Regions from separate parts of the Rattus norvegicus genome. Here region 2 is linked to region 1. Evidence: chromatin contacts called from public Hi-C data. All regions are on one chromosome and are shown on one strand. The core of a region is the stretch at or near the end of the contact, and the rest is flanking DNA. Distances in the headings are between cores, read along the strand shown.

Region 1 (4,704 bases), core at 1,062-3,561:
CCCTGAGGAGGCACCCAGTAGAGAGCAACACTAACTTATCCTGAGCAAGATTCACCTGGAAGGCAGAACCTCAGCCCAACACCGTCTGACTGCAGCCTCTGTGAGACTCCAGTCAATCCTGAGGGAGAATGTGTTCCCTCAGTAGCCTGGCGCCCAGGCACTTGCTACCACCCTATGACTTCAGGTGGTGGTGGGATGCTGGCCATCACAGGATCCCGTGAAGGACTCAAAGAGACAGGCTTCGGGGAAGATCTGCCTCTGCCAGCCAGCGGCTCTGCCCAGGTAGCTGAGAGGAGGATCAGATGCAGACGGGAGATTGTGTAGCTGCACTCTGCCTGTGCCCTCATCCACAGGAGAAGCTGGTCGTTTTGTCTGTATGTAAGTCTTTGCAACATGTGCATTTTTGGTGCCTTTAGTTCCCAGGAGAGGGCACTGGATGCCCTGGAACTGGAGTTAGAGATGACTGTAAGCGGACACGTGGGTGCTAGGAATTGAACCCGGGTCTTCTGGAAGAGCAGTCAGTGCTTTTAACCGGAGTCACCTCTCAGCCCCCATTAGCAGTTCTTACGTCTGCTGCAGCTCCTCTCCCTCTTCTCTCTCTACCTCCTTCTTTCTCTTCCTCCACTCCCCCGATCTCTTTCCTTGTTTTGGTACTGGAGATTGAAGGGAGGGCCGCATACATGCTACGCAAGGGCTCTGTCACTGAACCACACCACCAGCCCACTACCCACCCTTATGCTGAGGCAGTTCTCATCAAGTTGTTCAAACTGCTCTCCCCTCATGACCCTCCTGCCTTCTATGGCGTAGCTGGGATTACAGGCATTTGCCACAGGCCTGACTTTCACATCTCTTTGTGGTGCCTAAGTCTAAAAACTTGGTTTTTCATCTTTTCTGTGTTGGGTTGTTTTTTTTTTTTTTTCAAGTCTTTACATTATTTCTTTTTCTGATACACGTGTTATAAATCTTTTCGCAGTTCTGTACCCTAACATCCCACCCCACCTTTCCCAAAAGGCTGAGACCGGCATCCCGCTTGCCTGCCTTCTCTCGTTTTCTTTCTTTTTTTCTCAATGGCGGAGTCCAGTTCCGGGCCCAAGAGCCTGCTGGAGGCTCCAAGGTACTGCAAGTCCTTCCCGCTGAGCGCTTTGCCAGGCCTGACCAGCAGAGGGCGCTGCGGCGCTGCGGGACGCCGGGTTCCTCTGGGCTCCAGAAGAGTCAGGCCTTTCCCAAGCCTTTCATGCTCAGAGATGATTCCAAGCTGCCTGCAGTCTCGCCTAGCCTGAAACTGCTGTAGACACTTCCCAGTCTGCCTGCCTCTCTGAGTGCCCTCCCTGTGGGGCTCCCGCTCGGATGCTCGTACCATTTATAAGTATTTTATGTATTATTATTTTTAACCATTTTAATATCTCTCTCTCTCTCTCTCTCTCTCTCTCTCTCTCTCTCTCTCTCTCTCTCTGTGTGTGTGTGTGTGTGTGTGTGTGTGTGTAACAAATCTCTGGACCCTTTCGTTTTCCCAGAAACCAAAAGCTGGCAACAGCCCCAATCTACTTACTTTTCTGTTTCCCTGGTTCTGACCACTCTAGAGACCTCATTCTGTAAAGCCGTATACTGTGTGGTTCTCCTGGAACTGACTCCTTCTCCCCAGCCCCCACAGTGTCCACACAGCCATCCACGTCAGAGTGGACGCATGGACTTCCTTCCTTTTCAGGGTTGAATAACATTCAGTCACGTGGATAGCCAAGTTGCTTACCTTTTTATCTCCTGATGGACATTCGAGTTGTGCCCGTGTCCTGACTCTCATGAACATGGGTGGTCAGACACAACATGCTACCCAGTGAGTGCAGAGGTGATGGGGGGGGGGTTACCCCGGCACCTGCTCAGTGTTAAGGCAGAGTGAAGCTCAGAGTGACTGGTAACGGAACCCTCCAGAGCCTATGCACATGCTTAGAAGTTTGCTGGTGCTAGGCTGGGGTGACTTCTGTGCTCCCTGCTCCCACCCCACTTCTCAAATCTCTCTCCACTCTCAGTTCTCCCATAAACCTATTCTTACAAAGTACTCACTCTGGGAGCCCGAGACAAAGGCTCAGTCAGACCCCGGGCTGAGATGCTGAGGATACCACCAGTTCCCACACCTGGCACCCTGTCCACCCTGCAGGCTGCAGTCCAACATTTGGGCCTCCCACGCACAGCCCATTTTCCTGTGGAGCTGTTCCCGTCACTGGCTGCCATTCTGTTGGCACCCAGAGGGCTCGCCTGCCACCCAAACAGCAGATGGCCAGGAAAAGAGAGCTGGTGCACACATCACCCAGAGGAAAAAAACGAATGCAGTTGGCAGACCATGTGGTCAGAGAGGCGAGTGGCTGACACATGGCTTCTTGTTAGGTGATGCTTTGTGCCAGCTGGGGCGGTCATCGTGTGGGCAGCGTGGCCTTTGAAGGTTGATAGCTCATGACCCCACAGGGCCTGGGCTGCAGTGGGGGCTGTGTAGGATTTTATGTTTCCTTGTCTCCTTGTTTTCCAGGCTCCCAGGAGTCCCGGAGATGCAGCCTAGATCCAACCCTCTCCAGTTCTGGTCATAGCTGTGTGACTTGGTCAGATGCTCAGCTGACACATTAGATGAGCCAGGCCCCAGGCCAAGCACTGTATACATTTGGCCATTCAGGGTCCAATGTGACTATGAGTACCACAAAAATGAAGTTCTTAATAAGACAGATATTTCTTCCTCGGCATAAAAGCCAGGCTGAGGGTCAGGAAGGGCTTGGGGTGGGAACCTACACCCTCAGGAACTCACTTTCCTCTCTTCCTGCGTGATTAGTTTCAATAGATAGCCCCACCTCCTGCTCCCACAGAGCTGACTGTGTTCCAGGCATCAAGTTTTCAACCCGGCCAGCAGTAAGGAACGAGAGAAAGGCACACCCCCACTCTTGGAGCTGTTTGAAACTTTCTAGATGCCCTCACTTATATCCAATGGTCAGACTGGCAGCTCTACCTAGCCACAAGAGAATTTGGGAGATGCAGTTTCTATGGCAGCCATGTTTTCAACTGAAGTTCAGGTTTCCTAGGTCTCAGGAAGAACGAAGCGGCCGTTGGGCCACCTCTGTGGCACAGGTCTGGTTTTAACCAGTTCTGGTAACTTCTGAAGCTTACAGTGTACACATTCATTGTAGCTCAATTATACAGCATGAAATCCAGTGGTATGTCATGAAACTCCTTGTTCCTGAGGTCCTCAATGCGACCAGAGGCTATGGAGGGGAGCGGGTCACTAAGTGGGTCCACAGATGCCATCACAGGTTCAAAATGTGTTCTGCCCTAGAACTTCGGATTTGCAAAACTCTGTGTGTGTTCAGCCATGGTCTCCAGCGGCTCCACACTGACTGACCCTTGAGAGCCCTGGTATGTGCAAGGTCAAACTTCATCCTTCAAGGTCATCCTGCAGGGCTCTGTCCCCATCACACCATGGAGATCCATTGCTTGTGCCACCTGCCTCAATTGTCCCATTAAACAGCGCTCAGCCCAACAGAGCTTCCCTCTCCCTTTTTTCCCTCCTCCCCTCCCCTCCCTTCCTCTCTCTTATCTCCTTTTTCCCTTCCTTTATTCTTTTTGCAGTATGGGGGACCCAGATCCTCCTGAAGACTAGACAAGCATTCTACTGCTAAACCACACCCCAATCCCCTCACTGGGTGATTCTCAGCAGGTGCTCCTCACTGGAGGGTGGGGGCGGGGGGTAGGCAGATGCCAAGGCAACCCAGCCCCTCACTGGGGGTGTGTGTGGCTTTAATCAGGTGCTCTACCACTGAGCCATACTCCCACCTCTTCCTTTTTCTCTAATAGACGAGTTGCAGTAGAATTCTCACGGCACATGGCCCGCCCACGCCGAGCGACCATCTTAATGGTTTTCGGCGTTCTCACTGCCTGCCGCCAGTTGCAAGATGTGTTCAGCATCCTCTGTTTCGACTTCATTTTTGGAATAGCCATATCCAGCAACTGTTTGGATTCTAAAATGACTCCACCTGCTCAGCCCGCACCCCTCCCATGCAAACACTCTTATTTTTGAATTCAGGTCTGTTTCTTCCCAGAGTCTCTCTCTGTGCAAATGTGTGAGTCAAACACAGAGAAAGGTTCTTTCTGTGTGCATGGATGAATGGAAAGGCCTTTCTCACACTCCTGAATTTTTGCGTCCTTCCCGAGGGCTTCTGCCTGTTTTTCAGGGCCACCTGGCTGGCCCCTGCAGGTCCTGGTTGGTGGGATGGAACCAGTAGGCCCACGGTCCCCTCTTCTTGTTTTCTCAACCTTCAGTTCCCAGCTATTTGCTGCAGAAGGGTGACTGCCATTTTCCTTCTCTTGCTCTTCCAAAGTCCTGACTCACAGGTCAAGTGCCTCAGGCACTGACCTGGACTCCTGACATTCCTCAGCTGACTATCTCAGGAGTCCAGGATTCTCACGAGGATAGTGTCTCTGTTTTCTTTTTTTTCTTTTTTTTTTTTTTTGTGTCTTTTTTTTTTATTTTTTATTTTTTGTTTTTATTATCTTGAGTATTTCTTATATACATTTCAAGTGTTATTCCCTTTCCCGGTTTCCGGACAGACATCACCCTCCCCCCTCCCCTTCCTTGTGGGTGTTCCCCTCCCAAACCTCCCCCCATTGCCACCCTCCCCGCATACTCTAGTTCACTGGGGGTTCAGTCTTAGCAGGACCCAGGGCTTCCCC
Region 2 (5,065 bases), core at 603-3,102, 130 kb after region 1:
GGATACCAAGGCTGAATGGGTATTAGTCAACCTGGGCCGCTCACACACACACACCCCTCTGCTCTCCCTTGTCTGTTTATTTTTAATTTTCCCACCCCTGTTTTGTTTTGTTTTGTTTTGTTTTCTGGCTGAAAACCTCATATAGCGGTAGCTGTCTGTTGAGTCTCATCACTAACGTGTAGTCCTTCGTCCTTGCCTCCCCATCATTGGCCACTAAAGTTCACTATATTTTGGAACAGCTTGTTTGAAGAGATGGTCATTAGCTGTTTGGGGTTTTTTGTTCTTTGGGTTTTTTTTTTTTTCTGAGGCGTGTATAATTGGCTTATTCAAAATTGCTAGGTGGAATTATGTGCGTTGGGAGGCTAAGGAGGGGAGGAGAAAAATCAACAAGTCCTGTGTTTGGCCATTAAAACAGTCTCTCAGTGAGGCAAACAAGCTATTTAGTCAGGGGACCGGTTCCCAGCTCCCTGCCTCCCAGTATCACCTAGCTGTGGCTTGGAGGGTGTGGAGCATGCCCGAGGGACTCTGAGTATGATATCTTTCATTACCACCTTCCCAAATGCTCTGATAAGAAAAGGCACCATCTCCTTATCTTGATTCCAAACTGCTAAACAATCAGAATACACAAGAGCACAATGTCCAGGGGGTGCCGGAAGGCTGGTGGCAGAGCTCCTCTGTTGAGCGTTCTAAAAAGTAAGCCTGAGAACCTGACCCTGTCCCTGGGATGCCAGTGTCCATGTGTGTCAGGCTGTGCCCCTGAATCTGGCTATAGGTAGCATGAACTACCCATGCTCTCACATGTGGATCTAACGGGACATGCAGTGGTGGGCCTAGGGTAGACTCTTCATGGAGACTGTCAACTGTTCAGGGTCCCCTTCCCTGGCCTAACTTAAAAAACTAAACCACTTAAACTGGCATAGCCCAGTCACCCAGTAGCCTCACAGGGTCCTCATGGTGTCTAGCACCAGGTAGCAAAGCCCTCTGATACAGACCGCCTCTTGAAGCAAGGTGTTGCTTGGCCAGAGTAGGCCATTGATTTGTCCCAGCTGTCATGTGAGAATGACTGTGGCCAGCCTGTCAGTGGTGCCAGGTGAGTGTGTGGCGTCACCAATCCTGGCCTATATGACTCCCCAGGGTCTTCCACCAGCAGCCTGGCCCCAGGCCCTGAGCCAGGTCCCCAGCCCACCCTGCACGTCCAGGCGCAGGTGAACAACAGCAACAACAAGAAGGGCACCTTCACGGATGATCTGCACAAGCTGGTGGATGAGTGGACAACGAAGACAGTGGGGGCGGCCCAAGTGAAGCCCACGCTCAACCAGCTGAAGCAGACGCAGAAGCTGCATGACATGGAGGCCTCTGGAGAGGCTCGGGCTGTGAGTGATCATGGGTACTGGTTCTACCAGGAGGGATATGGTAGTAGGCACGGTGGCTGTGGCCATGAGCCGTTGCCAGAATCCTGGATGCCAGATGGCAAAATCCTGCTAAATGGCTTTCAAGGTCAGGGTCCATCTTATCCAAAACAATTAGGCCTTTTGCCCCTGTGATGATCAGGAGGTCAGAGTGACGTCCTATGGTCCTTGTGACCAGCAGGGGACAGGTTTGAGTCTGTGACTCTAGAACTCAGGTACACCAGAATCCCTGAGCTAGATAGCCCGAAGTCTGTCTACACTCTTCACTGTGAACAGATCCACCTCCATCTGCATGGTGTCCATCTGGCTCTGCAGAGAGGGCAGGTGTACCTCATTCCTGAGTGGCAACTGCATCCAAGTGGGACCAACACGGGGCAGAGCCAAGAGCCCACCCTCAAAGGCGTTGGCACATAGTAAGGCTTTGGCAGAGCTGGTTGTAGGAGTGTCCCCACTTTTCCAGCATTCTGGAGGAGTGTGTGGAAGATTGGTGTTATTTCTGTTTTAAGTGACTCGTGAAGTCCATGGGTGAATCCATCTGGGCTGAAGGATCATGTGGGTGTTGTTTTCAGGGTGGAAAACATCCCTCTGTGATCTTGGGCTGTGAAGCTTTTGAAACACACATGGAGTTGGAGGACTGGAGTGAACACCGCACGCCCCAGCCTGGGCTATAGGAGTTGCTGGTGGAACTACGCACACATCCGTCCTTCTCTAGGAGAAGGCTTGCCTTAGGAACCCTGTTTCTTTTCCAGTTCTAACACCATTTGGGTGTTCTGTCACATCTTGACAGTTTTGTTAAATTTTGTTTCCTTGGTAATTGTTACCTTGTCCCTAAGTTTACCCAGACTTTCAAATCAGTCACTATGTAATCATTTAGCAGTGTGCTCGATCCCCCGCTGTTTGTCATTCCCAAGTTGGTGGTTTCTGACACACACATATACACACACACCACACACACATACACACACACCACACACACACACCACACACACATACATACACATACACATACCACACATGCACATACACACACCATACATACACACATACACACACACCACACACACACACCACACACACACATACACACGCACATACATACACACACACACACCCCACACATATACACACACCACACACACACACATACACATACACACACCACACACGCACATACACACACCACACACACACACATACACACGCACATACATACACACACACACACCACACATATACACACACCACACACACACATACACATACACACACCACACACGCACATACACACACACACCACACACACATGCACATACATACACACACACACACACACACACACACACAAATAAATAAATTTTAAAAAATGTTTACAGTTCTCAGGCCAAACTTTTCAATGCCATATCTTATTTATGCCGCATCTTCTGGATTTCTGTTTCCTTCCCCTCCACTTTGCTCCTTGGTTCCTTGCATTGCCCTGTGAGGTTTTAATGTTTGTGAAAATAATTTGAGATCTTTTTATGTCAAATTCAGATTTTTTTCTTTTATTGTCTTGTATTTGTCTTTGATTTGTTTTTAACAGGCATCTTCTATAAAGTGCCTGGTCAGGGTTGACTTCTCTTTTTATTAATGGTCTGTGGGAGTCTGCTATGTCTGCTTTGTCTTATGTGACTCATATGTGCCTTATCCCCCCACCATGTGTGTATGTATGTGTGGTGTATTATATGTACTAGCCTGCTTGTATATGAACATGTATATGGAGGCCAAACATCAACATGTAGTGTTTTCTCTATCTATCCCCACCTTAGCTTTTAGGAGACAAAGTCTCTTTCACTGAGTCTGATGCTCACCGACTAGCTAGACCTCATGGCCAGCGAGCTATAGGAATCCACCTGTCTCTGCCCTTCCCCCACACTAAGTGCCACACACCTGGCTGAGGTGCTAGGACTCTGAACTCATGTTTACACACAGGACCTCTCACAGACCCTTCTTGGACTTTCTTAGAGGCAAGTGTAAAGTAGAAGAGGTTAAATTTGATTTTTTTTTTACATTTTTCTATTTTAGCTGTTGTATACCTATGTGTCAAGGTACACAGTCCTTGCCTTCCTCTAGCTTTGTTAAGCTGATTTAGAGGGATAGAAAGAGCATCTGCTATTGAACTTCAGGACGTCCATGGTTTTGATGAGCCCTAAGTGCTTGCAGGTTTTAGGTAACACACTGGAGTGCCTCTTGGCAGTAGATTCTGTCAGTGAACTGGACAGATTTATCGTTATTACCAGTCTTACGTGTCCCTGTGAACTTGACATCTGTTTCTTTATATCTCTGTAGGGTGTTAATATCTCTCATTAAATTCATCCTATGGTGGTTAATGATTGGGAGGGCTGTTGTCATAAACTACACAGCTCTGGAAATATCATCTCCCAGTTGTATGTTTCTAGGACATGGAAATGTGACTGATTCTGATACCTCGAAGCCTATGGTCCTGCTAAATTTGCTTGTTCAGCCATTCCTGTGGGGTTCTGTACACATCACCTTGTCATTTGCAGATATACGGTTTTTCTTTCCTTGTCTCATCTTGGCTGGGTCCCCTTGTTGTATTGACCAGAGGCATGAAGGAGCCCTGTGGGGAAGGCCTAATGCTAACCCCTCAATAGGTCTGGCTTCTGGCTCCACAGAGGCCTTCACTGCTGAGCATGCCTTCTGTAAGGGATTAGGGAATATATATCCCACTTTGTATGGGGAAGCTAGCTGGTGTTCTATGTTATCTGTATGTTTGTGGTGCTGAGGAGAGAAGACAGGGCCTCCTCCTATGCGCTAGGCAAATGCTCACCGTGGAACTCTTAAGTGTAGCCCTTCCAGTGGGGCTTACCCTGGAGTGAGGCGGAATCGAAGCCCGCTGGACTGTGATGTTAAATCTTCTATAGTTACTGTCTTCGGTTTCCCAAGTATTTCATTTAGGATGCTGTAGACTGCCAGTCCTTGATCTCTCTTGCTCTAGTCATATCCAGTTCTGTCTTTAGAGGTGCTGCTTCTGGAAGCCATCAACTCCTTCCCTTGCCTCTAAGGCCAACATGCCTGAGAAACCAGAGGGCTGCCCGCAGAGTCCCCATCTCCCGGGCTAGTATAATTGCATCGTGCTACTAGGCCATCACACACAATGCCATGGTATCAGCCGGGTGGAAATGTGTGGGTCACTTCTGTGCCTTTCCACACCCTGAAGGTTCTGCTCCAAACATGCTCTGGCTGGAGGACGGCTGCAGCTTATGACCCATGGCCACCTAGGCCTCTGTGTAGTGAGCAGGGGAGGGAGGCTAGCCATTCCCACACCAACACTTGGACAACACAAGGAGACCAACCAACTGACTGCAGCCCTCTGTGCCTTCTTCTTTGTTTCTGTGTCTCACAGACATCTGTGCCTCGAGGAGGAGTGGCAACATCGTGTCTGGCCCCAGCACCTGGCCCTCTGTCCAGCACAGCCATTCCTGGAGTCACCCCAGCCCTGCCTGTGCCCACACCAGGTACTGTCCACTCCAGCCTCTTGGGCCCTCCTTGTGCACTGCCTCTGTGTCAGTATGGAGGCCTGTTCCCTGTTCCTGTGTCCTGGGGACCCTGGGTGGCCTCAGGGAACCCAGAGGAGTCTTGGAGCAGTCAGAGCCCCA

What was found. Hi-C and Micro-C count contacts between places; a contact is called where the count stands out from the background.
Region 2: a contact with region 1 is called in a Hi-C map of frontal cortex, with 2.7 times the contacts expected there. The contact joins two enhancer-like sites. A contact is called at or near these places in 3 of 12 Hi-C or Micro-C datasets (the A7r5 cell line, the Rat2 cell line and frontal cortex).

Annotation. Positions count from the first base shown.
Region 1 is chr17:15,682,845-15,687,548 of GRCr8, forward strand. No RefSeq gene overlaps it. Among named protein-coding and RNA genes, the nearest start is that of Ninj1, 17 kb to the left of the region's middle. Within about 2 kb of position 2,312, at least 38 of the 93 cell types and tissues checked have an H3K27ac peak or open chromatin away from gene starts, as enhancers often do.
Region 2 is chr17:15,811,144-15,816,208 of GRCr8, forward strand. It overlaps Wnk2 (WNK lysine deficient protein kinase 2), which reads left to right. Exons shown (of 27, transcript NM_001191556.1): 25 at 1,135-1,373; 26 at 4,813-4,924. Among named protein-coding and RNA genes, the nearest start is that of Trnaa-ugc8, 8.7 kb to the right of the region's middle. Within about 2 kb of position 1,853, at least 11 of the 93 cell types and tissues checked have an H3K27ac peak or open chromatin away from gene starts, as enhancers often do.